Regions from separate parts of the Dromaius novaehollandiae genome. Here region 2 is linked to region 1. The links are chromatin contacts, called in public Hi-C maps. All regions are on one chromosome and are shown on one strand. The core of a region is the stretch at or near the end of the contact, and the rest is flanking DNA. Distances in the headings are between cores, read along the strand shown. Region 1 has its middle 22 kb from the start of TRMU. Region 2 holds the start of CELSR1 (cadherin EGF LAG seven-pass G-type receptor 1).

Region 1 (5,234 bases), core at 1,935-4,434:
CTGCCAACATTGTGGAATTAAAGTGTTTCTCAATATCTGGCCAGCTCTTCCATAAATTCTTCTAAATATCATGAAATAATGGCAGGGTGGGAGGTCAGGGGGAGAGAGAGCCTGGTTATTAAAATGATTTAGGCGAAAAATCAAAGAAGGTGATCTTCAATTTGCAATAATACTCTGCCAAAACTCACCACTAAACAAACCCAAACATTTAGCCCAAAGGGAAATGTTCTTCTCAGTTTATTGTACAAGTTCAGTACTTGAGTCTTGTTCTCATTTATACAAAGTCCACTTTACTGTGGAAAAGCGTAAATAAGACACAGGTTCCCACATAGGCAGGGTTGTTGTGGGAGGCACCAGCCCATGAGCCTGTCTCCAATAATGGCCAACAGCAGATGTTTAGGAAAAGAGGATTAGCACAGACACATTATACCGTGAGCCCGTCCCAGCGCACCCCCAGCCTCCAGTGAGCCACAGCTCAGGACCTCCCTAGCAGGACATGTTGTGTTTATCTCTAATTGGAGATGGATTTTTTTCATCCATTAATTTGTCCTCTTGCTTTTTGAACCCATGCAGACTTCTGGTATGCAGTGAGTTGCCTGATTTGGTTACAAACAGCAAGAAAAGCTTCTTATCTTAGTTCGGTTTCTTAGCTGACACATGCCACGGCCATTGGCTGGGACCCTTGCTGGCTGCATTGCGGGACACAGTGAACCATCATTTCACAGTCACTTTTCCCAGGCTGTTTAGGCCAAAGGGGAAGACAGGCCTCACCCTTGACCTCTGCAGTTTTCTTTTTCCACCTACAAAGTTCAAATCTCTGTGACTGGTCCTTGCGCAAAAACATTTTTGTACTTCTAATATTCCTTCCTGCCCTTCTCCAACCCCATGTCTAACGCATCTGTTTTTTGGAGACAGTGAGAGGTCAAAGAGAGATCAGAGCTTCCTGCAAAATGCAAAATATGTGCCCACCAGCAGAGAAGAGAAGAGGAGGAGAAGAGGAGGAGAAGAGGAGGAGAAGAGGAAGGGAAGAGGAAGAACCTCCCCAGTAGCCCAGTGAAAACACTGCTTTTCAGTCAGGTCCCATCTGGGAGCCACTCGGTACCCACAGCCTCTTCAGCAGAGCATCCACCTTGCTACTGCACTCCACTTTGCCTCTATGCAGTTCACTTTTCCTCGCTGAAAACAGAAATTTGCACCTGTTTTCTTGTCCATTTCAGTGTGTTGATTTCGGATTTGCTTTCCAGCTTCTCAAACTCATTTTGACTTTCAGCCCTGTCCTTCGGGATGCCTGGAGTTCTTTGGTCACATCTGCAGCTTTTACCAGCTACCTTTTCATCATTCAAACATTGAGTGAAAATATCAAATAAAAATAACCCCACGAGAGATCTTGTAAAACCTCCCTTCTTGCCAAGAGACCTTTTCATGAATTTTGCACCTACCTCATACCAATCAATGTCAGACTGCACTGGCCGTATTTTGTTTACAAGAACATAGTGTCGGACAGCGTCAAAAGATACACTGAATACCCATCCCATCTGTTGCTGCTCCTTCATCCACCCTGCCAGGCACCTTATCAAAGAAGAAAATTAGATTAGTCTGATGGATTGCAAAGAGATTGTGTTACCTCTTTATTACCTTCTAAATACTTAAAAAGGGATTATTTTGGGGTACCCTCAAGACTCTTCCTGGGGCTCTGTGCCCGGCTGTTGTCTGCCCAGCTTCGCAATTCCCCTGGTGGGACCAAGAGCCTGCTCTGCCCCCTACTAGCTCTCAGGCACAGCCAGGAATAGGGTACCTGCTGCTTCAAATAAAAATATCCCATGCTCTGCCCAGTCCCGAAAGGCTGCTTGGGCAGAATAGAAAAGAAAGGAGGGAGAAGAAAGAAAAGGATTGTGCGTCAAGCGAGCAGGTGCCGTGCCTCGCCGGCCGCTGCTGCGTGACGGTGTGGAGGCCTGGCTGCAGCACAGCCGAGGGGTAAAGCAAACCCACTCCTGCAACAGCAGGGCCCCCCAAGCACCCTCCTCCCAGTGCTGCCACTCTCTTCCGCTGAAACCCTTGCACCCTGTCCAGCTGGGCTCCCTCCTGGGTTAGTTTCTTATGTTTTTTTCCCCCTTCAAATACAACAGCTTGCAAAAATACCAACATCTTTGGCTAACATGTAGGAAAAGCTCTTGTTTTTGGTCATTTGACAGTCACTCCTTGGAAGGCTGTCTTTAATGATCTTGTTAGCATTTAACTACTATCAAATTTTGCGAGCAAGACAGTAGGGTTTTAAAATATTTTTATTGGATATGAATGCACTCGAAATAACAAGCATGTGAAGTTCTGTGCATGGATAAACAGGGCAGTTTAGCGTCAAAGCAGAAATAAGTAGACACAGCAAAGCGGTCCTGATGTGAGAAAGCACCGTTTCCCCCAAGGATTCAGCCCAAAATGGTGGCCCCCGCTCGCCCTGTGCCCCGCTGCCACCCAGCGCTGCCAGCAGCCTGGGGAGATGCCCAAGCGTCTCCTCGCCCCCCCTCCCTGCACGGTTCCCCAGTCCAGCCCAGGCTGCGGGCGGCTGCGATAGCCCCGCCTCGCGTGGGGTGAGATCACACAAAAACACTAAATGCCGTAGACGGACCCCTTCGTTAAGCACCACATAATACTCAAAGAGAAGCAACGGCTACAGCTGTACGTGTCCAAGCGCGCCCGGACACCCACGGCTCCCGCTGCCGAGCTGCTCGGTGCTGCCGCCAAATCGCTCAGCGGCAACAAGTCTTCCAAAGCTAACGAGCAAGGCGCTAAGCCGGCCAGGAGGTTTGCGACAGAGACTCAGACAGACGTGTTTCATGATGACACGATTACTCAGAAAGCAAAAAAAAGGTTTATGGCACATGCTAAGCCACCTATTATAAAATAATTCCGACGGCGCAAGCACCCTGAAGGGACAAGGAGATAAGAGTGCACTTTAATCAAAACAGCTGCATTTCTAGTACAGGTTCATCAAATTAAAAAAAAGAACGAACCTACAGCAGCAATTTCATTAGTTATAAAAGCAGCTGTCCAAAGGACAGCATGTTTTGAGTGGGTAAAGAATAGCTGGATTTAAGGGAAATAAATATCCCTTTCCCCTGGATCCCTTCCACCCAGCCCTTCAGGTTAGAACATCCGACTGAATCCAGCACAAAACAGCAACAGATGTGTCTGAGAGCAAGTGACGGGAATACGTTTCCAGGTGAAGCAGTAAATCACCCCTGTAAAATGCAAGTTGGCTTTGAGAAAAATCAGTAAATTTTATTACACATTTCAATTGACTGGATAAAACAAAGAAGAAACCCTGGGACGGTTAACTCCTTTGTTTCCAGTTGCATGAGATAACACATTTCTGGGGAAAAATGTCTGCAGAATGGTAATGAAAATTTGTCACTGAAATGAAATTGCCAAAGGAATGAGGACCGCAACTGCCGTGCTGCCAGAGCCATCCCGACGCGCGGCTCTGCTCTTTCGGGAGCCCGAGAGGAGGCGTCTTCCCGGCGGGGCTCGTCCCCACGTGCCACACGCAAACCAAACGCAGCTCCTGCTTCCCTACCTCAGTCAAGTGACATGACAGACACGTGGCTCCCTACGCTTTCTCGGTAGCCGTCTGTACTCCATGCTTTTTGCCTCAATAGCACACCAGCAACGCCAGGGTCGTGCAAATCAAAATGAGTAAAAAGAGTTCCCTACTCCTGCCATTTCCCTTCCTTGGTGAAGGCAGGCAGAGGAGGGCGGTGTTTCTGATACCATCAGCAGAAAACAAAAAGTGCTTAATTTGCCAGTATGAGGGACATAGATACGTACAATTTATCTTTCCTGTCTCTCTCTAACTTCACAAGGGGTAAAGCTTGCCTCTGTGCGGCTATATTTTAATGACAGATGCTAATACAGCAAGCGGTCTGAACCTTGGCAGTCGGATACTGTGGAAGCGCAGCGTAATTTAGGGGCTAGATAATTGTGGCAGGCAGTCTGCAAGCGGAGGCACTTGCTCTGATTCCCGGGATCAGTCTTTTGTACTTAGAAAATATTTATACATTCTGCCTACCCTGCGATTCACACTTATCCTCTGATTCAATAACCAGCTCATTTCCATGGAACCACCTTAAAAGTCATCAGTCTCAAACCCTCCCAGGTAAGGGGCAATTTCTCTTGGTTTCGCTGCAGTCTGAGCACTGTCGTTACACTTCAGTGTAGACAAGAATCGCCAAATAGAGATGGTCCCGGCTCCAAGAAATGGCCAGGTTACAGAAACGTAGTTCAACACCTGATTATCAGTCAGTTCATAGAGGGTTGGGTTTTTTTTTTTTTTCTGTTATCTCCTTCTTCACTTTAAAAGCGAGGTGTAAAACTAGTTCATGGTGAAAATCTTATACCATAAAAACACCTTGTCTAACATTTAAAATCAGTGTAGGCTACTCTGCTTTGTTTCTACAGTTACCTGTAATAAAAATAGCACATAAGTGATTTCAGTCTAAAAGCCATGCCTGAAACCTTTCAAACTTGAAATAAATTTATTTCACAGTTTTACTTCATATAGCAAATTTGCTAACAGGTTTTCTCTTCCACAGAGCAGGTTGACATGACACAACTTGTAGAGAGTCCTCCTGGAGCAGGAGTAATATATAAAAACGTGTGAACAGTGAAATGCTCCTACATTAAGTACCTTGATTACAGTAAAAACTGCCTTTAACCAGCACTGAAATTAAATCCATCAGATGCCTCACATCCATTTATGGGACGTTGCTGTACACTAGTCATTTTTATTCTTCTTTCACATTTCTAATTTTATGCAAGTTATCATCCAGGTTAATGAAACCATGCCGAGCTGGTTGAGTCTGGTTTGCCATTAGTCAGGAGCTGCAATGGGACTGTGGACTCATCCTTTGAGAGTTACAGTTTCTTGAAGAGAGATCGGTGTTACTAGTCATTATTTTAGATTCTAATTTCTCTGAAGTCTTTCAAATGAGAAAAAAAAAAATCACTGATTCTAACTCCTCGGTCTCTCCTGCTGACACCTTCTTGCTGCGTTGCTAGTAAGTCCTACCATCCACACAGAGATCCATGGGAATCTCTCCAGGTATTTCAGTTTCAAGGCTAGATCTTAAATTTTCAAAGCAAATTTGAAGCTCTTTGGTATTCAGGAAATTACTCTATATGCTGTAAAATTACCCAGAATGAATATTCCATTAACATTTCCCATTTTCAAGTTTCTCTAA
Region 2 (5,522 bases), core at 1,997-4,496, 190 kb before region 1:
AAACTTGCTCATCACCTTTTGATGATATAACTGAAAAAGCCCATGACAAAAGGATTTTTGTCACTTTTATTGTGAGAAGAAGTGAAGCATTCGCAATACTGTTTTACCAAAGATCCGCTTTCAAGCTTTGCATTGAAGGGCTGACGGGCTGAGAGGAGAGAAGCCCAGGTTTCTTCCAAACCTTCTTTTGCAAAGATGGACATTACGCTGAATCACTTCATTCCCAGACTGAAAAATACTATCAGATCTAGACACAGGCAAATCTAACTCTGTATTTCTTTTTCCCTGGGCTGGAGATGTTGCAGCAGAATTCAAACTGAGGAAATGAGTTCTGTATGATCCTTTGCGCTGCTCAGAGGGTCTCTCCCTGCCCTCGTAAACGTAGTAATACTATCCTGGGGTTTTTTGTTGTTTTTTTTTTACTTTCTTGCTTTTATTTTAAATACACTTTGGAAAGAAACTTGAAATACTTCACTCCCAGACAAGTTGAAACAGGATTTTCTGAACCGTGAAAGGAATATGTCATTGATTGGTACCAAGAAAACAAAGGATTGGGCAAAACCTCACCCACCTCTGTATTTTTATGGAAATCACCCACCTTCTTGACATCGATGTGATTTCTTGTATAAATAAGGGCAGTATATAGCAGAAAGTCAAAGGGAGTACCTAATTTTCTCTGAAAGATCATCCTTCATTGAAAACTTGCCAGTTAAAACATAAGACAATTGTAATTCTGGCTTTCATCCCCAACTTGAATTTCCTTCACCAACTGTTCAGTTTTGCCAAAATCTTTTTTTTTTTTTTTTTTTGGTCTCTTCCGAAAGACAGACCCACAGGAGCAGCAGCAAAAACTGATCAATCCAGATCCTATTTCTGACCAAGCCAGGACCTCAATTTCTACGGAGAGACCCATTTAATAGAAGCAACACTGAGATAGGTGCAAGATGTTCTACCAGGGGCTGCGTCTGAAAAGTGACGTGAGCACCCAGTGTGTTTTCTAAATAATCCACTCTTTTCACTTGGGCAGCAACTCATCCCTGTATTCGAATACAAGCAAGGTATTTACAATTATGCCTTTAAAACATATTTTTATGGTAAAATAATATGGTAGGCGATGTAACACGTGACAGGACTTGGGAATGACAGAGACTGTGTAATTAATGAGAATACAGTAAAACACGTCCGATAAACAAGACCAAATGAAGGGCTTGGCCAGCGGCTCTGCTAAATCGGCAGCCGAGCCCTGCAGATAGGAGCAGAACGTGGGAGTCTGTGCAACCACGCACGTACCCAGCTTCGCACAAATGCTTTTACAGGATCTTCCCCTTCCTCTTGCGGCAATAAAGTGGAAAGAAAAAAGTTTAAACTGTCTTTTCTTGTGGACCATGTTAATCTTTTTAAAACTTCTGAAACAAGTACTTGGATCTCAGTTTAAAAAACCCATGTAGGAGGATTGTTTTGTAAAAAGCTTCTTTTTAAAAACATGGACATTAAGCATTGTGACCAGAAAATGTAGGGATAAGTGAGAAAAATATGGGCTGAAACTAGGCAGTTTTGTACAGACCCCAAGTTAATATTATTGTGATTTACAGCAATTGCAATGAGGGTAAGTTGCCTGATTTTTGTGAGTGTAAAACAGATCACAACATTCATCCAGACTCGATAATGGGGAGGCTATGTCTAATTTTTTTTTGAATCTATTTCCTTCCTCTTCCTTTTGATGAACTATTCATCAAAGGATCTGAAAATGTAATTAAGCTTCCATATTCCATAAAAAACCACCTAACCAGGTAGGGCTGAGTCAGCTAAACAGCCTCCAAAACCTCAATTTGAAAAGCTTCCTCCCCCCCCCCCCCTCCCCGTCAGACATATTGGCAATAATCCTTTTTTTCCCCTCGGAATAATGCAGTTCGGGGGGTGAGAGGAGTTTTCAGAATGTGCTTTTCCACAGTCTTCTTGCACGTGCTGAAGACACTAAACTGACCGTAACAGCTTGCTCTGAAAGTTGCCTTCCAGCTGATATAAGGCACGGCGTATTACAAAATCCTGGTCTGGAACATTTTGTGGCTTTTGCTCATTACCTGCTGGTCTTCTCAGCATCTGTAGGAAAGGCCGTCACGCACGGGCCGCCGCGCTCTGCAGCGCGACGCACCGCGAGGCCGGGCAGCCCCCGGCTCCCCGCGCGGCGGCCCCGCTGCTCGGCTCCCCCGGCAGAGGCCACTGCAGGCGCACGGATGCACCGCTGCCGCGCACGAGTGAAAAAAGGCAAAATGATATAAAGCGTTCATCAGCTCACGGAGCTGACACCCCTCACCGCCGGCGAAATAGTTAAGTGAGGGGCTTGGCTTTGCTTCGTCCCACAAAACTACCTAAGTTTGCATTTTGTACGTAACTGTTTGCAAGCGCCCCAAAGAAATCGTTTATGCACCTGGTATTGCGCACAGAGCACAGCAGAGCGTGAGCGTGGCAGCAGAGAGTAAACGCTAGGACACAGTGCAAGGCAGAAAACTTGCAGAGCCTAACTGCGATCGGCGGGGGAAACCCGATTCTGGGGGAAAAATTGTAACCACTTTATTCTGAAAAGGAATTGCACGGTTTTTTTTTTTCTTTCTTTCTCGCAGGAAATAATGAAAAAAATTATTTTAGATTCACTTCAGTTTTGTTTTGGACGACAAACCCGAGAAGGCAGCTAAAATCAGGTGTCCGCTGCTCGGGCAAGCGGGTCAAAGCCTCCGCAGGCGCCTTCTGGCCGCGATCCCGCTGCGGAGCCCGCGGTGCCCCTGCGCGGCAAATGTCCCGCGCCCGCCCGCCCGCGCCGAGCCGAGCCGAGCCGAGCCGAGCCGAGCCGGGCCGAGCCGAGCCGGGCCGGGCGGGGCCGGGCCGATCCGCGGCGCCCGGGCGGGGCCGGGCGGGGCCGGCGCAGAGCCCGCCCCGGGCAGCGCCCCCGCGCCGGCACCGCCGAGCGCCGCCGCCGAGCGGGGCCGCAGCGACGGGGCGGCCGCGCTGTGTGGCTGCCGGCCGGGCAGGCGCCGTCGGCGGGGGCGAGCCACGCGGGACCGCGGCGCCGGGTGCCGGCCGCGCCGAGGGGGCGCTGCGCGCCGAGGGGGCCGCGCCGCGGCGGAGGGTGACTTTCCCGTTTCTTTATTTAATTTTCTCTCTTTTTTTTTTTCCTTTGGGAGAAAGAGAGGAGCAGCAGGTTTATGCTAATCACCCTCTCGGGAGCAGCGGTGGGAGGAGGAGGAGGAGGAGGAGGAGGAGGAGGAGGAGAGGAGCCATTTTGAACTCACTTCAAAGTTTAAGGTGGAAAAGTTGGAGCTCTCCAGCGCGGGGCCCGGGGACGGCGCCCGCAGCGGCGCTGCGGGGCGGCGGCGGCGCCCGCGGAGCGAGGCGGCGGCGGGGCGCGGGCAGCGCAGCGCGGCGGGGGCCCGGCGCCGCTGCCCATGGACGAGGGCGGTGAGCGGCGCGGCGGCGTGGATGGATTGTGCGGGAGCCGTCTGCCCGCGATCGCTGCCCCCTGAGCCCCGGAGATGCCGCGGCTGTCGGCGGCCGCCGCCTGCGTGTCCTGGGCCGCGCTGCTGTGCGCGCTGGGGCGGGCGGGCGGCGGGGACCCGCGGCCGCCCCGCGCCGCCCCGCTCCTCCACCTGCCCCCGGGCGCCGCCGGGCGCTGCGGCGCCGCCGCGCCGCCGCCGCTGCCGCCCGCGGGGCGCCTGAGGGTGGCGGCCGCCCCGCTCCGCCCGCCGCGGGGGGACGGCGGGGCGCTGCCGGCGGCGCGGGGCGCCCGGCCCTGTCCGCTGAGCGGCCGGCGGCGGGCGGCGACGGAGCCCCGCGGGCCCGGGCTGGCGGGGGCCGAGGGCGGCGGGCGGCGGGGAGCCCGGCGGCGCCGCAGCCTCAACAGCCCCCCGCAGTTCCAGCTGCCCAGCTACCAGGTCTCCATCCCCGAGAACGAGCCGGCGGGCACGGCGGTGATCGTGCTGCGGGCGCAGGACCCCGACGAGGGGGAGGCCGGCCGGCTGGCGTACTCCATGGAGGCGCTCTTCGACGAGCGCTCCAACGACTACTTCTCCGTTGACCCCCAGACGGGCAGCGTGGTCACCACCCGCAGCCTCGACCGGGAGACGAAGGACACCCACGTGCTCAAAGTGACCGCATCCGACCACGGCTCCCCGCGCCGCCGCTCGGCCACCACCTATCTGACGGTGACTGTGAGCGACACCAATGACCACGAGCCGGTGTTTGAGCAGCCCGAGTACCGGGAGAGTATCCGGGAGAACCTGGAGGTGGGTTATGAGGTGCTGACTATCCGTGCTACCGATGGTGATGCCCCAGCCAACGCCAACATGCTTTACCGCCTGCTGGAGCCAGGAGCTGGCGACGGCGTCTTTGAGATTGACCCGCGCTCTGGGGTCGTGAGGACCCGAGCCCCGGTGGACCGCGAGGAGGTTTCTGAGTACCACCTGGTGGTGGAAGCTAATGACCAGGGCAAGGACCCGGGACCTCGCAGTGCCACAGCTATGGTGCACATCACTGTGGAGGATGAGAATGACAACTACCCTCAGTTCAGCGAGAAGCGCTACCTGATCCAGGTGCCAGAGGATGCCCCAGTGAACAGTCAGATACTGCAGGTGCAGGCTACTGATCGGGACCGGGGCGGCAATGCCCAGGTGCACTACAGCATTGTGAGTGGCAACCTGAAAGGTCAGTTCTACATCCACTCTTTCTCTGGCGCCATCGACCTGATCAACCCTCTGGATTATGAGACTATTCGGGAGTACACGCTGCGGATCAAAGCCCAGGATGGGGGCAGGCCTCCCTTAATCAACTCCAGTGGCATGGTGTCAGTGCAAGTCGTGGATGTGAACGACAATGCCCCCATCTTTGTCAGCACTCCCTTCCAGGCCACGGTGCTGGAGAACGTTCCTTTGGGCTACTCGGTGCTGCATGTCCAGGCTGTGGATGCTGACTCTGGGGAGAACGCACGCTTGGAGTACAAACTTATAGAGATGACACCACCCGCTGGAAGTGCTCCCATAGCGGGCGACTCTGGGTTCCCTTTTCAGATCAACAACAGCACGGGGTGGATCACGGTGTCAGCAGAATTGGACCGAGAGACTGTAGAGAACTACCACTTTGGGGTGGAGGCCAGGGACCATGGTGTGCCGGTCATGACCTCCTCAGCCAGTGTGTCCATCACAGTCCTGGACGTGAACGACAACAATCCTGCGTTCACTGAGAAGGTGTATCACCTCAGACTGAACGAGGACGCGGCTGTGGGCAGCAGTGTCGTGACCCTGACAGCAGTGGACAGGGATGTCAACAGTGTTGTGACCTATCAGATCACCAGTGGCAACACCAGGAACCGTTTTGCTATCACCAGTCAGAGCGGAGGGGGACTGATCACGCTGGCCTTGCCCCTGGATTACAAGCAGGAAAGGCAGTATGTGCTCACAGTCACTGCCTCGGATGGCACTCGCTTTGACACCGTGCAGGTCTTCATCAATGTCACAGATGCCAACACGCACCGC

The links. A called contact is a pair of places that touch in the nucleus more often than the background predicts.
Region 2: a contact with region 1 is called in a Hi-C map of liver, with 19 times the contacts expected there. The contact joins the promoter of CELSR1 here to the enhancer-like site in region 1. A contact is called at or near these places in 3 of 4 Hi-C or Micro-C datasets (brain, liver and ovary).

What each region holds. Positions count from the first base shown.
Region 1 is chr1:13,536,446-13,541,679 of bDroNov1.hap1, reverse strand. No RefSeq gene overlaps it. Among named protein-coding and RNA genes, the nearest start is that of TRMU, 22 kb to the right of the region's middle. Within about 2 kb of position 3,184, at least 2 of the 2 cell types and tissues checked have open chromatin away from gene starts, as enhancers often do.
Region 2 is chr1:13,722,782-13,728,303 of bDroNov1.hap1, reverse strand. It overlaps CELSR1 (cadherin EGF LAG seven-pass G-type receptor 1), which reads left to right and starts at 3,246. Exons shown (of 35, transcript XM_064506072.1): 1 at 3,246-5,522. The coding sequence starts at 3,528.